Linked DNA regions of Ovis aries: region 1 is linked to region 2. Evidence: chromatin contacts called from public Hi-C data. All regions are on one chromosome and are shown on one strand. Each heading gives the region's core, a stretch centred on a gene start, on an enhancer-like site or on the middle of the called end of the contact. The rest is flanking DNA. Distances are from core to core; before and after follow the strand shown.

The links. A called contact is a pair of places that touch in the nucleus more often than the background predicts.
Region 1: a contact with region 2 is called in a Hi-C map of liver, with 2.9 times the contacts expected there. The contact joins the enhancer-like site here to the promoter of FAM171A2 in region 2. A contact is called at or near these places in 3 of 16 Hi-C or Micro-C datasets (liver, skin fibroblasts and tail adipose tissue).

What each region holds. Positions count from the first base shown.
Region 1 is chr11:44,039,730-44,043,425 of ARS-UI_Ramb_v3.0, forward strand. No RefSeq gene overlaps it. Among named protein-coding and RNA genes, the nearest start is that of GPATCH8, 20 kb to the left of the region's middle. Within about 2 kb of position 1,927, at least 5 of the 54 cell types and tissues checked have an H3K27ac peak or open chromatin away from gene starts, as enhancers often do. A contact at or near this core is called in liver, where this site is marked.
Region 2 is chr11:43,902,450-43,906,400 of ARS-UI_Ramb_v3.0, forward strand. It overlaps FAM171A2 (family with sequence similarity 171 member A2), which reads right to left and starts at 2,097. Exons shown (of 8, transcript XM_027974424.2): 1 at 1,870-2,097. The coding sequence starts at 1,987.

The sequences.
Region 1 (3,696 bases), core at 677-3,176, 140 kb after region 2:
TATTTCTGGATTCTCTATTCTGTTCTGATCTCTTTATCTATTCCCATAGCAATGCTACATCGATTTAACTCTGGAGGCTTCATAGTCTGTAAGGCAAGACCTTTTTCATTCTGTTTATTTTCATAGTTTTCTCAGCACTCATTATCATCTGTAAAGTTTAAGATCATTGTAGTGCTGCACTCAATATGCCAGCAAATTTGGAAAACTCAGCAGTGGCCACAGAAGTGGAAAAGGTCAGTTTTCATTCCAATCCCAAAGAAAGGCAATGCCAGAGAATGCTCAAACTACCGCACAATTGCACTCATCTCACATGCTAGTAAAGTAATGCTCAAAATTCTCCAAGCCAGGCTTCAGCAATATGTGAACCGTGAACTTCCAGTTGTTCAAGCTGGTTTTAGAAAAGGCAGAGGAACCAGAGATCAAATTGCCAACATCTGCTGGATCATGGAAAAAGCAAGAGAGTTCCAGAAAAACATCTATTTCTGCTTTATTGACTATGCCAAAGCCTTTGACTGTGTGGATCACAATAAACTGGAAAATTCTGAAAGAGATGGGAATACAGACCATCTGACCTGCCTCTTGAGAAATCTGAATGCAGGTCAGGAAGCAACAGTTTTAGAACTGGACATGGAACAACAGACTGGTTCCAAATAGGAAAAGGAGTACGTCAAAGCTGTATATTGTCACCCTGCTTATTTAACTTATATGCAGAGTACATCGTGAGAAACGCTGGGCTGGAAGAAGCACAAGCTGGAATCAAGATTTCTGGGAGAAATATCAATAACCTCAGATATGCAGGGGACCCCACCCTTATGGCAGAAAGTGAAGAGGAAGTAAAAGCCTCTTGATGAAAGTGAAAGTGGAGAGTGAAAAAGTTGGCTTAAAGCTCAACATTCAGAAAACGAAGATCAAGGCGTCTGATCCCATCACTTCATGGGAAATAGATGGGGAAACAGTGGCTGACTGTATTTCTGGGGGCTCCAAAATCACTGCAGATGGTGACTGCAGCCATGAAATTAAAAGACGCTTACTCCTTGGAAGGAAAGTTACAACCAACCTAGATAGCATATTGAAAAGCAGAGACATTACTTTGCCAACAAAGTTCGGTCTAGTCAAGGCTATGGTTTTTCCAGCGGCCATGTATGGATGTGAGAGTTGGACTGTGAAGAAAGCTGAGTGCGGAAGAATTGATGCTTTTGAACTGTGGTGTTGGAGAAGACTCTTGAGAGTCCCTTGGGCTGCAAGGAGATCCAACCAGTCTATTCTGAAGGAGATCAGCCCTGGGATTTCTTTGGAAGGAATGATGCTAAAGCTGAAACTTAAGTACTTTGGGCACCTCATGTGAAAAGTTGACTCATTGGAAAAGACTCTGATGCTGGGAGGGATTGGGGGCAAGAGGAGAAGGGGACGACAGAGGATGAGATGGCTGGATGGCATCACTGACTCGATGGACGTAAGTCTGAGTAAACTTCGGGAGTTGGTGATGGACAGGGAGGCCTGGTGTGCTGTGGTTCATGGGGTCGCAAAGAGTTAGACACGACTGAGCAACTGAACTGAACTGAACTGAATCAATTAAAAAATTTTTTTTGAACTTAGAATGGTTAAGACAGTGGATCGAAAGAGTGAGCATTTGAGAAGACAGTCAGCAAGGGCAAAATTAAGTAGGAGAAAAAAACAACACGGGACAGGAGACGGGAATTTATTTGGTGGGGATCGCCGTAGCTCGAAGCCTTAGGGGAGAGGAGACAAAGAGACCGTTGGCTTAGAACTTGTTTACTGTATTCTGTTTTGGGCACCGGGGACTAAAAGGAGGTCCAACTTGGGACAGTCACATTCCTTCATGTTCGGTTCTGTCCTAGCCCCACCCGGAAGTCCGCGAACAGCTGCAGGGCTGCAATGAGAATGTGTGTGCTGCCACCTACTGTCGACTAGAGGCAGTGCAGACGAGCCTCCCCGCCCGGCTCTTGGAGATCTCAGACTAGACCAGGCTGGTCCAGACCAGAAACAATCTTTCCCAGAAGCCTTCAGCTCTGGGCAGAAGATCCACTGTGTATGTGTGTGTGTGTGTGTGTGTGTGTGTGTGTGTGTGTGGCGGAGAGGGGCGGAGTTCTTAGCCTGCACCTCCAGATGTCTAGGCAGACCCAGAAATGGCTTCAAACTTCCTTAACTCGAATCTCCCCCATCTCCACATCTTCTGATTTGCTAGGATTTGGAGCCACTGGTAGGGTCTTTTCCTGCCTTCCCTGAGATGATCACCTAGTGGGGGAGATAATAAGTCATTCCCCAAATTGTTTGATAAGTGAATCATGCAAGACAAGTCCCAGGGTGCTGCCGCTGAATGGGGTACGGTCAACTCTAGTTCTGTGGTAGGAAAGTTCTAAAGGGCAGGAAGGGAAAGGGCTGGTGGAAGGAAGCCAGTCCTCGGAGAATGGCTCCAACTTGGGGCAGCAGGGAAGGGAGAATGTATGACGAACGAGAGGAATGAGGACAAAGGACTTCCATTTCCAGTAAGAATGGGCTACCATTAGACCAACTTTCCGACTGAAAACAACTGCAAATGCTGCGTAAAAGATTTTTTAAATCTCCTCAACGATATCACAGATATTTGACGAGAGTTAATGAATTTCCAGGTGAAGCCTAAGGTGAAGTGGGATCCCAGAAAGGCATTGGAAGATGGAGCAGAAGAAATTACCCAGAATGTGGAAAAGAGGGGCAAAAAGAGAAAGGAGACTGACAGACAGGGAGGATTAATTTTAAAAAGTCAATCAGAGATTAATCAGAGTTCTAGAAGAAAAAGACAAGAGAGTGTGGCAAGGATAAGATTTGAAAGATAATGACTACACATTTTCCAGTATTGATAAGGCATCAATCCACAAGTTCTAGGAGTCCAAATACCCAAACAGGACACGCAAAACAGAACCTGCATGTAGATACATCACAGTGAAACTTCAGAATGCCAAACCTAGAAAGAAAACCTTCAGAGTAGTCTTCTCAACCCAATAATGGAATCCAGAAGACAGTGGAATGAATGATACCTTGAACATGCTGGAAGAAAATAACTTTTGACCTAGAGTTCGACACTGAATTTTTAAAGAAAACTAGTAAAACTAAGAAAGTTTGCTACCAGCAGAGCCTCACAAAGGAAATTCTAAAGGTTGCCATTCAAGCAGAAGGAGAGGGATGCCAAACGGAAGGTCTAAGATGCAGGAAGGAATGAAGACTTGTATACAAAAGCGGAAACAACCCAAACATCTATCACCAGATGAAAGGATAAACAGAAGTGGAACTTCCATCGATGGAATATCATTCAGTCATTAAAAGGAATAAGGTATTGACATATGTTATGATACATATGAATCTTTAAAACATTAAGTTAAATAAAAGAAGCCAGACACAAAAGGTCACATACTGAGTGATCCTGTTTATATGAAATATCCAAAATGGGGAAGTCCATAAAGACAGAAGGTAGATTAGTTGTTGCCCAGACTAGGGTAAGAAAGTAATGGGGATGACTACTAATAAGTACAGGATTTATTTTGGGGATGATAAAAATGTTATGAAAGTGTCTAGTGGCGATGATTGTACAATCTTGTGACAGTATTAAAAACCACTGAACTGTACACTTACAATGATGAACTCTATCTCAATTCAAAGAAATTTTTTAAGAAGTGATAAGATCTGTACAGAAATCTAAAT
Region 2 (3,951 bases), core at 847-3,346:
ACCTCCCTCTCGCCTCCCAGGCCAGAGCCCAGCTCAGAGGGTGGGTGTGCATGCACTCGACCCTTTCCTGCTTTCTGGTTCTCCTGGGTACTGAGCCTGTCCACGCTCCCCCTCTCCCCACCACCACCCAGCAGGAATTCTGAGAAGCCAGAGGGGCTGCAGGCTCCCCACCCCTACCCGGGGTTAGGAGCAGCTGGATGGAGCAGCTGGGAAGAAGGGACCTGGGAGTCTGGAATATGGTCATTTGAAGGAATGCCTTGGGTTCAAGGGCCAGAGCCTCAGAAAAGGGAAGGGGTCCTAGGGAATAAGACAGGGGTGGGCAGGTAAGGCGTGAGGAGGCATCAATGCCAAGCTGGGGAGGGGATGGGCAGGTGCCTAGCAGAGTCCCCCTTTCTCCTCAACCTGGGCCCCTAGCCAGCAACCTGGGAGAACCCCCTCTTCTGGCTCATTTCCAGCCAATTCCCTGGGCTCCCTCCTCAGGTGTGCAGCTCTTGAGGAAGAGGCTTCCTGAAAAAACAGGGCCCCTTCCTACCCATCAGAGCCTCCACCCCTGCAGAGAGCAGGGGAGACTGAGGCCAGGGAGATCCTTCCCCATTCCTCAAAGCTTGACATTCCACCCAGGATCCGCCTGTCCAGGCTTCAGCCCTGCCTCATTCCAGGAGGAAATCCGACCCCCTCCCTTCATCCGGACCTTACTTCCCTCATCCAGACACCACCCACCCCCCTGCTTTTCCTGCCAGCTCCTTGATGGAAAGGCAAAGAGTAGAGAGCACCATGTCAGGCTGGGATGGGGCTCAGAGGCAGGAGTGGGGAGGACAGTGGCTGGGGTGGGGGGGGGGGTGGGGGTCAGGGACTAGGAGGCAGGCGCAGGGCTGGGGTGGGGTGGACACCCCTGAGAACCCTGGCATCGGTAGGGAGTCATGGTCTAGCCTTCCCACCCTCTCCCGCGGCAGGAGCCAACCCCACCCCCACCTCACACCTGGGCCCGTGAGGCGCTGGGAGGGTCTCCTCCACCGCGATGAAGAGGTAAGAGGAGGAGGGGGTGAGCTGGGGGCGGGCTGGGGCAGGAGTGGCTGAAGGCTTCCTGGACGGGGACCCAGGCACCTGCCCTTCCAGCCGACACTGCCCACAGCCAGTTAGCCAGCTCAGCATGGCTCCTCCACCAACCACAGCCCTGCCATGCGCCTTGAGCTGGGAATCAACGTACCCCTTTTTCCAGACAGACCCCCAACTGCAGCCCCTCCTCCATCACGGGCCAATCGGCGTTTCTTTGGTGCACCCCAAATTCTGAACCTGGGGCCGGCGGGGGGCAGTTAGGCTCCAGGGTGAAGAACCCCATTCGAGCAGCCAATCCGCCCACCGCCTCACCCACTCCCCCTTCTCACCTCCTCCCTTCAAACCCAGCTCCAGGCGCCCAGCCCCCGTCCGGGCCCAGGGTGGCAGCCGCTGCCTGCGCCCCCAACCCAGCGGGAGTCGGGAGCGAGGAACCCGCTGGGGGCTGCGGAGCGGGCGCCCGCCCCAGCCCGCCCCTGGGCGGGTGTCTCCGATAGACAATGGCTCTGGCAGCAGCGCCTCGCGGACCAGGAGGGAGAAAAACAAGGCAGGAGGGGGCGGTGGCACGGAGCCTGGGGACCCCGGCCCTCCCCATTGTGCCTCCCCGAGACCCCCGTCCGGCGGTCTGCCTCTCTCTCCCTCCTCTCCCCCGTAAGCGACGACCCCAGGTCGCCTAGCTCCCCCCACCCAAATCCAGGGAATAGAATACCCCTCAATTCACAAGCGCCGCGAAGAAGCGGCTGGCGGGCGGGTCCCGATCGAGGGTAGGAGGGGTACGCAGGCCCAGGATCAGTGCCCCTCCCGACCAAGACTCACCCTGCGGGCTGGGGGGCTCCGGCGGCGACTTGCCGGGAGCCCGGGAGGCGCCGCCGAGCAGCAGCCCCAGCAGCGGCAGCAGCCGCGCGAGGACGCTGGGGCCACTCGGCGGCGGCATCGCGGGGCTCGGCCCGGCCCTAGCGGCCCATGGCTCCCGCCCGGCCCCGCTCGGCCGGCCCCGCTCAGCCCCAGCTCAGCGCCGCGCCGCGCGGCTCGGGCTCCCGCTCTGGCTGCGGTGGCCGCTCAGCGCGATTGTCTCCGCCCGGAGCCGCCGCCAGCGCCCCCTGCAGGCGGCGCCCCACCCCGCGGGCCTCCGGGCGCCGCCCCCTCGATGCCCGCAGCCCACTCCGCAGCCCCTGCTGCGCGCCCAGACCCCCGGCTGCAAGGGAGTGTAGCGAATAGGGTCAGTCCACTGGGGTTCTCGGAGTTCCAGAGCCCTCAAAATTGGGTGCAAAATTTGGGGAGGGAGAATTGCTGTTGCTTACAACACAAAGAGTTGCTTATGAGGGTCTCCAAAAACTGTCAAGAACTGCGCGGTCCTCTCCGCACAAACAACCTGCGCGGTGCTGGGAAGGTAGGGTGCAGTCCCGTTGGGAATAATCCCGGTCCGAGTTCTGTCTAGCTTCTTCCTCCTCTTGAGTTCTAAGCAAGTTCCTTAGCCTTCTGCTCCACAGCCTTCCTTTAAGATGAGAGTTGTGGTAATCTCTGCCTTGTAGGATTATTGTAAGGATTAAAAGAGATAATGATGCAAAGGGTGCTTTACTGGAGCGCAACAGATGTTGCTGTTGGCTCAGGGTGAGGTTCACCCTCAGGGTGAGGCTCACCACTGCCCGGTAGTATATTCATCCCTGGGCAAACCAAATGCTTAGAACTGCACGTATGAATTCCACACTGGAAGCTTGCCCTGGCACCCACCAATCTCTCCTTCTTTCCTGTTTCTGGTCATCTTTACCATTCAACTTGGTCAAATCCTCACTAATCTGTATCCCTCTTCTGATTTTCTCTTGCTTGTCACCTTCTCTTTCTCACAATATGGTGCCCTGAAGGGGCCTGGACACTTAGGGTAAGGAACTCCCCATCCCTCAGAGGTCAAGCTTTTTTCTTGGTTAGGTGCCTTGTTGGCTCTCCTGACAAGGACACATAATTATGAGCTTGTGAACAAAACCACCTGATTGATTCTTTCTCTCTTTCCCTCCCTCCTTCCCTTCCTCTTTCCCTCATTCTCCCTTCCTTCCTCCCTTCCTCTATCCCTTTTCCTTTCTTTCTCACAAATTTCCATCTATTCATATTTCCCCTGTCTAATTGTTATGTAACCAATTTTTTTTTCACAACCTCAACACAGGATTTAGCACTCATTCCTGGTGAATTTCATCTTGTTGGTTTCAACCCAGCTTTACAATCTGTCAAGGCTGCCTTGAATCTGCTTCATCACCCATTGTATTGGAGCTGCCTCTCAGCCAGCAGCCATCTGCAGGGTAAAAGCAGCTTTGCTGTCTCCATTCACGGGACTCATGACAATACCAGGCAGCCTAAGAATGGAGCTTTGGTATGCCCCCACAGAGATTGCCTCTACTTTATCAAAATTGTTCAATTTTAAATCTGCATCTCTATCATCCAGGTCACATCTCTGTCTTGTTTATAAGGACAAATGCCAAATGATTTGCTGGATCAAGATAAATTGTCTGGGGCCATCCAATTACAATGGCGGCGGGAAGAGAGGGTTTGGCTGCTATTCAAGGATCACAGCTTAATCTTTTCCTAAACGGTCACAGTCACCCATGAAGAAAGCTTTTCTGGAACCTGCCATGCATGGATATCAAATTGTTCTCTTTACATAATTTACCTTTTACCCCTTTGGGTAAAATCAAATGCCAGAAGCTCTTGTGTGGTAAATTTGTTCATCAACGGCTTCCCTCAACACTCAGCATCAAGTCCAAAGTTCTTCCCCATGGCTGCAAAGTGCTGCATGCCTGCCCCCACCCCTAACTTCATCTGGATTCCTTGTCTGCCTTCAGCCCGAGGGTCTCCTTTTGCTTGAATACATCAAGCCTCCTCTCACTTCACTTCAGTTCAGTCGCTCAG